Regions from separate parts of the Macaca mulatta genome. Here region 1 is linked to region 2. The links are chromatin contacts, called in public Hi-C maps. All regions are on one chromosome and are shown on one strand. Each heading gives the region's core, a stretch centred on a gene start, on an enhancer-like site or on the middle of the called end of the contact. The rest is flanking DNA. Distances are from core to core; before and after follow the strand shown.

Evidence for each region. Hi-C and Micro-C count contacts between places; a contact is called where the count stands out from the background.
Region 1: a contact with region 2 is called in a Hi-C map of fetal cortex germinal zone, with 4 times the contacts expected there. The contact joins the promoter of SANBR here to the promoter of AHSA2 in region 2. A contact is called at or near these places in 3 of 14 Hi-C or Micro-C datasets (CD4 T cells, fetal cortex germinal zone and liver).

Annotation. Positions count from the first base shown.
Region 1 is chr13:63,703,642-63,707,262 of T2T-MMU8v2.0, forward strand. SANBR (SANT and BTB domain regulator of CSR) reads right to left here and starts at 1,620. Exons shown (of 21, transcript XR_013402769.1): 1 at 1,467-1,620.
Region 2 is chr13:63,588,694-63,592,152 of T2T-MMU8v2.0, forward strand. AHSA2 (activator of HSP90 ATPase homolog 2) reads right to left here and starts at 1,564. Exons shown (of 9, transcript XM_077959507.1): 1 at 1,277-1,564. The coding sequence starts at 1,443. LOC144333767 (a long non-coding RNA gene) reads left to right here and starts at 2,879. Exons shown (of 2, transcript XR_013402768.1): 1 at 2,879-3,017.

The DNA of each region.
Region 1 (3,621 bases), core at 370-2,869, 120 kb after region 2:
GCCTCTCAAAGTGCTGGGATTACAGGCGTGAGCCACCGCGCCTGGCCAGGGTGTTTTATTATGATTTTTTGGGCCTTGGTAGAAAACAATCTAAAATGGAATTCAGGGCAAGGATCCTCCCTGACAGCTTACTTCTCTTCACTTCCAAAAAGATTCATTTTTAAAATATTACCCACGTCAAACACTTAAAAGCTTATATTTCAAATGTGATACTCATTTATGCTATACATGTTTAACAGTACTTTAAATCATCCAAATGTGAAAAAAAGTTTTTCTGTTGACCAACTGTACAGTTGTTATACAACTATACTGGGCAAGGGAAGACTCCCCAGCATTAATTCTAGTTAAATGATTGTCCAAGAAATCAGAGTCTGAATTTAAGTATAAAAGGCATAGCACTGATGGATAATCCTTAATAAAACATAAATTATCTCTAAATAGCTGTCATAGTGCACCTCATTCTGGAAATTATAAATTTATCAAAAACAGTGACAAGAAAAAGTTCAAAGTTCAAATTACTATGAAATCCACTCCCATTCATAAAATACCAAAATCTTGAATATTTAAGGTAAAATACGTTATTTACCAAAAATAAAAATCCAATTTGTTTAACAGACTTCACTTTTTAGGAACACACTTCCCCTCCCATCCCCCACCCCCTTCTCTTGGTTTATATATTTAATATATACGTATTAATAAGACTAGTCTAAGTCACTTAGAGGTGTACAACAGGAATCTGATATTTTTTTTTCTTATTTCAAATAGAAAAAAAAGCTCTTGGAGACAGAGACGTTTTTCCTTAGGCAGTGGAAAGATGGGAAGAGAGGGGACCCCGTGGGGCAGGCAGGCAGGCAGGTCAAAGGCCTCTGGCCTAACAGAAGGCGGCGGTAACACCGAGTCATCCCGGACCGGGAAGAAGCCTTGTACCCAGGCTTCCTGACTTCTGCACACACAAGAGATCGGAGGCAGCTGGAGGAGAAAATAAAATCACATCCCAGACCCGGGATGAGGTCAAACCCCTTCAAACCTTGGGCCCGGAGGCTCACTGCGCGGCGCGTCCTCGGGGCACCCCCAGACCTTCGCGCCCCGCTCATGCCCGTGGAGGCACAGAAACTCCAGGGGCGCAGAGCAAACAAAGACTCCAGACCGCGGGGCGAGGCGAGGCAGAGGCCCGGGGCGCGGCCGGGAGCGCAGACTGGGGTTCCCGCCGCTGTGCGAGGGCGGGACGGTCTGCAGGGACATGGACCGGGCGGGTGACTGGACACAGGCCGGCGGGCTGCTCGGGGAGCGGCCGGCTGAGGGCTGTCCACGGGGGCGTTCGGGGGCGTTTGGGCGAGTGGGACCCCCGCCCGGGCCGCCGGGGGTGGGAAGCCGCGGCGGGAGCCGGCTGGCTGTGAGCGGTACCGCCCCATGCTGCACTTCCCTCCCCGCGGTGGCCACCCGAGCCCCCTAGGCGTCTCACTCACCTCCACAGGGCCGCGGCTGCCCTCGCAGCGCCTCTGTTACCTGCAGTAGCAGCACCTCCCGCGCTCGCGCCCTGAAGCGCCGCTACCGAGCCCGCAACCCCGTCCGCCGCGCCTCACACTCCGCCCCCGCCCCTTGCAGGCGGCTGCGGAGACTAGAGCCGACGGGCCGCGGGACGCCGAGCCGACGCCGCCCGGCCAATCGCGGGCCAACGCCGCAGCGGCAGAGCCAATGAGCGCCGAGCCCTGCCGGGCGGGAGGGAGCCAGACGGGCTGCGGCAGCTGACTGTCGCCTCGCCTTGCTTGCTCCTGCTCCTTCTTCCTCCGGCGTTCACTCCCAGGCTTGTCGCAGTGTAGCGTCCCCACCCTCCCAGCGTCTTGTCTCCTAGCAACCAGATCCTAGGAGCCTGATCTTAGGTGACCAACCCTGAGTCCAGAAGAAAGGGGGATATACAGGAGATAAAAGAACCTTGATTAAAGAATGGATGAAATTGTTCTTGGTGCAGATCATTTGGTACACTGCTTACGTAGAGCGGGAAGATCGCATGATGAGGGACACCAAAAGTATGTTTTAGACCAAGGTCTTTGGGTAAGGACCTGAAGTGTCTTTACCAGGAGGTAGCTCTTTAAAAATGTAAATAGTTCTGGATTACAAATTCGGTTTTCATACATTAATAAGGTGTGTGTGGGTATGGGTGTGTGTGTGTGTTATTGTAAGGAACACTACTGTTGGGCATCTAGTAAAATGCAAACGGCTCAATATTGTAGGGTAACTGCTACATGTCAATATTTCTATCTAATTTCCACTTGGTCTATTCTGAGAACCAAAATTAAATATTAGGATTAGAAAGAACAGAAAAAGTAAAGCCTTATCCAAATGAATAATTACTATGAGATCTCATGATTAAGTAGAGATCAAGTGGTTCACTGTACAGAATGTCAGGAGTTGTTTCCAATTGTATCATCCTGTGACTTTCTGCAGATCTTTTACGATTTTTGTTCCATAAAGACATTAAAGTGGCTGGGTGCGGTGGCTCACACCTGTAATCCCATAATCCCAGCATTTAGGGAGACCAAGACGGGAGGATTGCTTGAGCACAGCCTGGGCAATAAAGTGAGACCCTGTCTCTACAAAAAAAAAAAAAAAAAAAAAGGTTTTTTTAGAGTTAACTGGGCATGGTGGCACATGCCTGTGGTCCCAGCTACATAGGAGGCTGAAGTGGGAGGATTGTTTGAGCCTAGGAGGTCAAGGCCACAATGAGCTGTTTGCACCACTGCACTCCAAGCTGGGCAACAGAGTGAGACCCTATCAAAAAAAAAAATTAAAGTTAGGCAAATGTTGTATCACAAGATATTAGGTTAGGTTAGGTAAATTCTTTTTTTTATTTTATTTTATTTTATTTTATTTTATTTTATTTATTTTTTTTGAGACGGAGTCTCGCTCTGTCGCCCAGGCTGGAGTGTAGTGGCCAGATCTCAGCTCACTGCAAGCTCCGCCTCCCGGGTTTACGCCATTCTCCCGCCTCAGCCTCCCGAGTAGCTGGGACTACAGGCGCCCGCCACCTCGCCCGGCTAAGTTTTTGTATTTTTTAGTAGAGACGGGGTTTCACCGTGTCAGCCAGGATGGTCTCGATCTCCTGACCTCGTGATCCGCCCGTCTCGGCCTCCCAAGGTGCTAGGATTACAGGTGTGAGCCACCACACCCAGCCCCAGACAGGTAAATTCTTAAAGAGAATCTACTTGCCCTCTACTTCCCCTCTTTCTTCTTTTACATAGGCTGGTACTCAGTTGTGATGGCGGTACTTTACAACCATGAAAACAAGAATAATGCATAAGGGGCTGGGCATAGTAGCTCGTGCTGTAATCCCAGAATTTTGGGAGGTCAAGGAAGGAGGATCACTTGAGGTTAGGAGTTCGAGACCAGCCTGGTGAAACCTCGTGTCTACTAAAAATACAAATATTAGCCAGGCGTGGTGGCGGGCGCCTGTAATACCAGCTACTCTGAGGCTGAGGGGGGAATATTGCTTGAACCTGAGAGGCAGAGGTTGCAGTGAGCTGAGATGGTGCCACTGCACTCCAGCCTGGGCCACAGAGCGAGATTCCATCTCAAAACGACAACAAAAAGAATAACACATAAGGGACTGTCGAGCATAATATA
Region 2 (3,459 bases), core at 314-2,813:
CCTGCCTGGGTGCCAGCGTCACGTCCAAGCCCAGCCCAGATCAGCCCAAGTCCTCTCAAGCAGCCTCGAGACCTGCCAACCTCCAACGTGCTCCTCAAACCTGCTTTCTACCAAATTATTTTCATTCTGCTCAGTTCTTTAAGATATTATTCTCCACTACGAAAGTAGTATTCTGTCTTAAAAACACTGGCTTATTTAGGGGAGAAGGGTCTAGCTAGCTCGCCCACTGGAAATAGACAAAGCCTGGGCCACATGGAAAGTAGCAGTAGTGAAATAATCAGAATCATGACAATACCAGCTATCAAGTTTCTTCACATACACATCGTCTAACGTAATCTTCCCAAGTAATAATTGTCTCCCTTTACGGGACAGAAACCAGGTGAGAGGACTGACGTGTCCATCGGGCCAAGGCCAGGACACTAGAAAGTCAGTTCTTGGCCGGCCGCCGTAGCTCACGCCTGTAATCCCAGCACTTTGGGAGGCCGAGGCGGGCGGATCACGAGCTCTGGAGTTCGAGACCAGCCTGACCAACATGGTGAAACCCCGTCTCTACTAAAAATACAAACATCAGACTGGCGTGGTGGTTCACGCCTGTAGTCCCAGCTACTCATGAGGCTGAGGCAGGAGACTCGCTTGACCCGGGAAGCGGAGATTGCGTGAGCCAAGATTGCCCATGCCCTCAGGGCTCCTCCGGACCAGCCAAGTCATGCTCCCTGGGGACCGGCCTCAGCATCCCCTTGACGGCCTGGAGGGACCACAGCCCCGGCCAGGGGCACAGGGCAGAGGACACCCCTTCCGGAGGTTCTGCAGCAGAGGGCGGCCGACCTCGCCCCACGCGCCAGGTGAGGCGCGCAAAGTAAGGGGAGCTTGTCTCACTCACAGTAGGCCCGGCTGGCGGGGGACGCCTGCGGGGTGGGCGCGAACTGAGATCCAAATTTCTGCTCTTTCCACTACGTTCCATGCCCCCGCCCCCGCCCCTAACACACTCTCTCAATCCAGCTCCCTTCTAACTCCCCGAAACATCCAGAGGAGTGGGGCGGGAGGAGAAGGGAAGGCCCTAAGACCACAGACGGAGGGAGTGGAAAGGTCTGTCGGAAGTCACTCGTGGGGCCCAACCCAACTTTCAAAAAGAGGCAGCTGCAACCCGCCCTCGCCGGTCTCCGTACCCAAGGACGCTCCTGAACCGAGGCGGAGGCCGAAACCTGCGTCCAGCAGCAGAGGAGGGGCGTGGCCCCCTAGTCCCCTCACCCCCGCGACCCTGCGGCCCCGCACAGACCCCAGCGCAGTCTCAGCTCCCGCGGGCCGGCCCTCCCCAGATCCCGGAAGGAGGCCGCCGCCGGCCGCGCCACCCCGCCGGCCGCACCAATGCCAGTTGTTCACGTTGGTCCCGTCCTCCCGCTCCTCCACGATCCAGCGCGGGTCCCCCTGGCCCCACTTGGCCATGGCGGAGCAGACTGGACGGAAAACACGGAAAGGCCAAGGCGCTGCGGCTCCGAAGCCGGCGTTTCCGGCCGCCGAGCCCTGGAGCGGCGCGTTCGCAGCGCCCAGAAACTGCCAGAAGGCCCCGCCCCGCCGCGGCGCGCCCGGGAGCCCCGGCCGGGATCTGAGAGGCGGGTCGTACGGGCATGCGGAGGCGGGGAGGGGCTAGGACCGCCGGGGTTCCGCTGCGCGTCTCCTAACGCTGGGGCGAGACGGGGCTGCCTGGGCCGCCTGCGAAGGGCGGAGGCCGCTGCAGGACCCGCGGTGCTGGCTGGCTCGTGGTTCCCGGCGCCGGATAACAGGGCTCTGAGTAGCGGGTACCCGAGAGCCCAACCGGCGGTGCAGACGCGACATGGTCGTGCGGTGGCCTCGGCAGGCTCCCTGGCCCTCGAGGACACGACCTTGAACGCCCAGGTCGCTGTGAGACCGGCCTTTGGGGCCACAACGCGCCCCCGTCACACCGTTTGCGGTTTTCGCTTGAGAGCGAGTTCGCGCGCAGTAGCTGCGCTGCGGCTTTCTCCGCGACGCGGTTTCTCGCCCTCCCGTATTCCCAGCACCTTTCCAACTAGTCCCATGTTACTGCAGGAGTATTTCCGTTTTATTCACGTAACAGCCCTTTAGAGAGAACCAAAGAATGTGATTGCAAACGCATATTACTGCAAACTGATGCACTTTATCTTGGAGTATTGATTCCTTTCACGAATTTTCGGCTTCTAGCAAAAACTTTGCCCGAACTATTTGGACAATGTTACTGGGGTGTTCTCTGCTAACTACATGGGTAGTTAGCACAGAAATGGGTAGGACAGTGAAAGGGTGGAAGCAGCTGGCTGTTCTCTTCCCCTGTGCCGACCTGTCCTTTGCCTGCGGTAGTCCACGAAATAACGCTCACGAGTGCAGACATTTTCTCTATTTGACTACCGGAGCTACCACGTTCCAACATTATCTTCCAGAAAGCTACAACAGTCATGTAAATACACTGCTTCAAGGCGTTTTGACCTCAAAACAAAAAGACGTTTTGATTTCACCTTTCACACTTAACTAAAGCAGCTATAACAGAGTCACATGAAGGAGCAGCGCGGTGGGGTTGCCTGATCATAAGAAGCCTCGTTTCCCCTGCTAAGGAGCTTGCACTTGGTCGTACAGGCAATGGGCAACCACTGAGGCAACCTAAATGGAGAAATGACACGGTCAAATATGTTCTAGAAAAATCAGTCTTGGCCGGGCGCGGTGGCTCACGCCTGTAATCCCAGCACTTTGGAAGGCCAAGGCGAGCGGATCACGAGGTCAGGAGATGGAGACTATCATGTCTAACACCGTGAAACTCCGTCTCTACTAAAAATACAAAAAAATTAGCCGGGCGTGGTGGCGGGCGCCTGTAGTCCCACCTACTCGGGAGGCCGAGACAGGAGAATGGCGTGAACCCGGGAGCCGAGATCGCGCCACTGCGCTCCAGCCTGGGAAACAGAGCGAGACTCCGTCACCAAAAAAAAAAAAAAAAAAAAAAAATCATTCTTACGGACTTTTGGACAATGGATGGGGTAAGATGGAAACTGGAAGGAGGGGGACTTGTCAGGGTGGAGAAGGGGTGACAAATATTCAGGGATGAGAGGTGTTCAGAAGTGGAATCTGAGTGCGTCAGACACTGGGGTGCAGCAGAGAAAAACGTTTTGTTCAGCGACTGGGACTTGCAGCTTGGTTAGTAGCCGCACCCTCAGAGACTAGAATGGAAAGAGGCTGGAATGAGGCTTGGGCTATAACTCTGGAAAAAATCAGCAGGTAAGAGGCAGGCAGGGAAGAGGGGGCCTGCAAAGAGCGACTAAGAAGGAGGAAGGCAATCACAGAAGCATTTAATCAGGGACCCAGGGTGCACGGATTGACTTTTTTTGTGTGACGGAGTCTCGCTCTGTTGCCCAGGCTGGAGTGCAGTGGCATGATCTCGGCTCACTGCAGCCTCCGCCTCCCAGGTTCAAGCAATTCCTT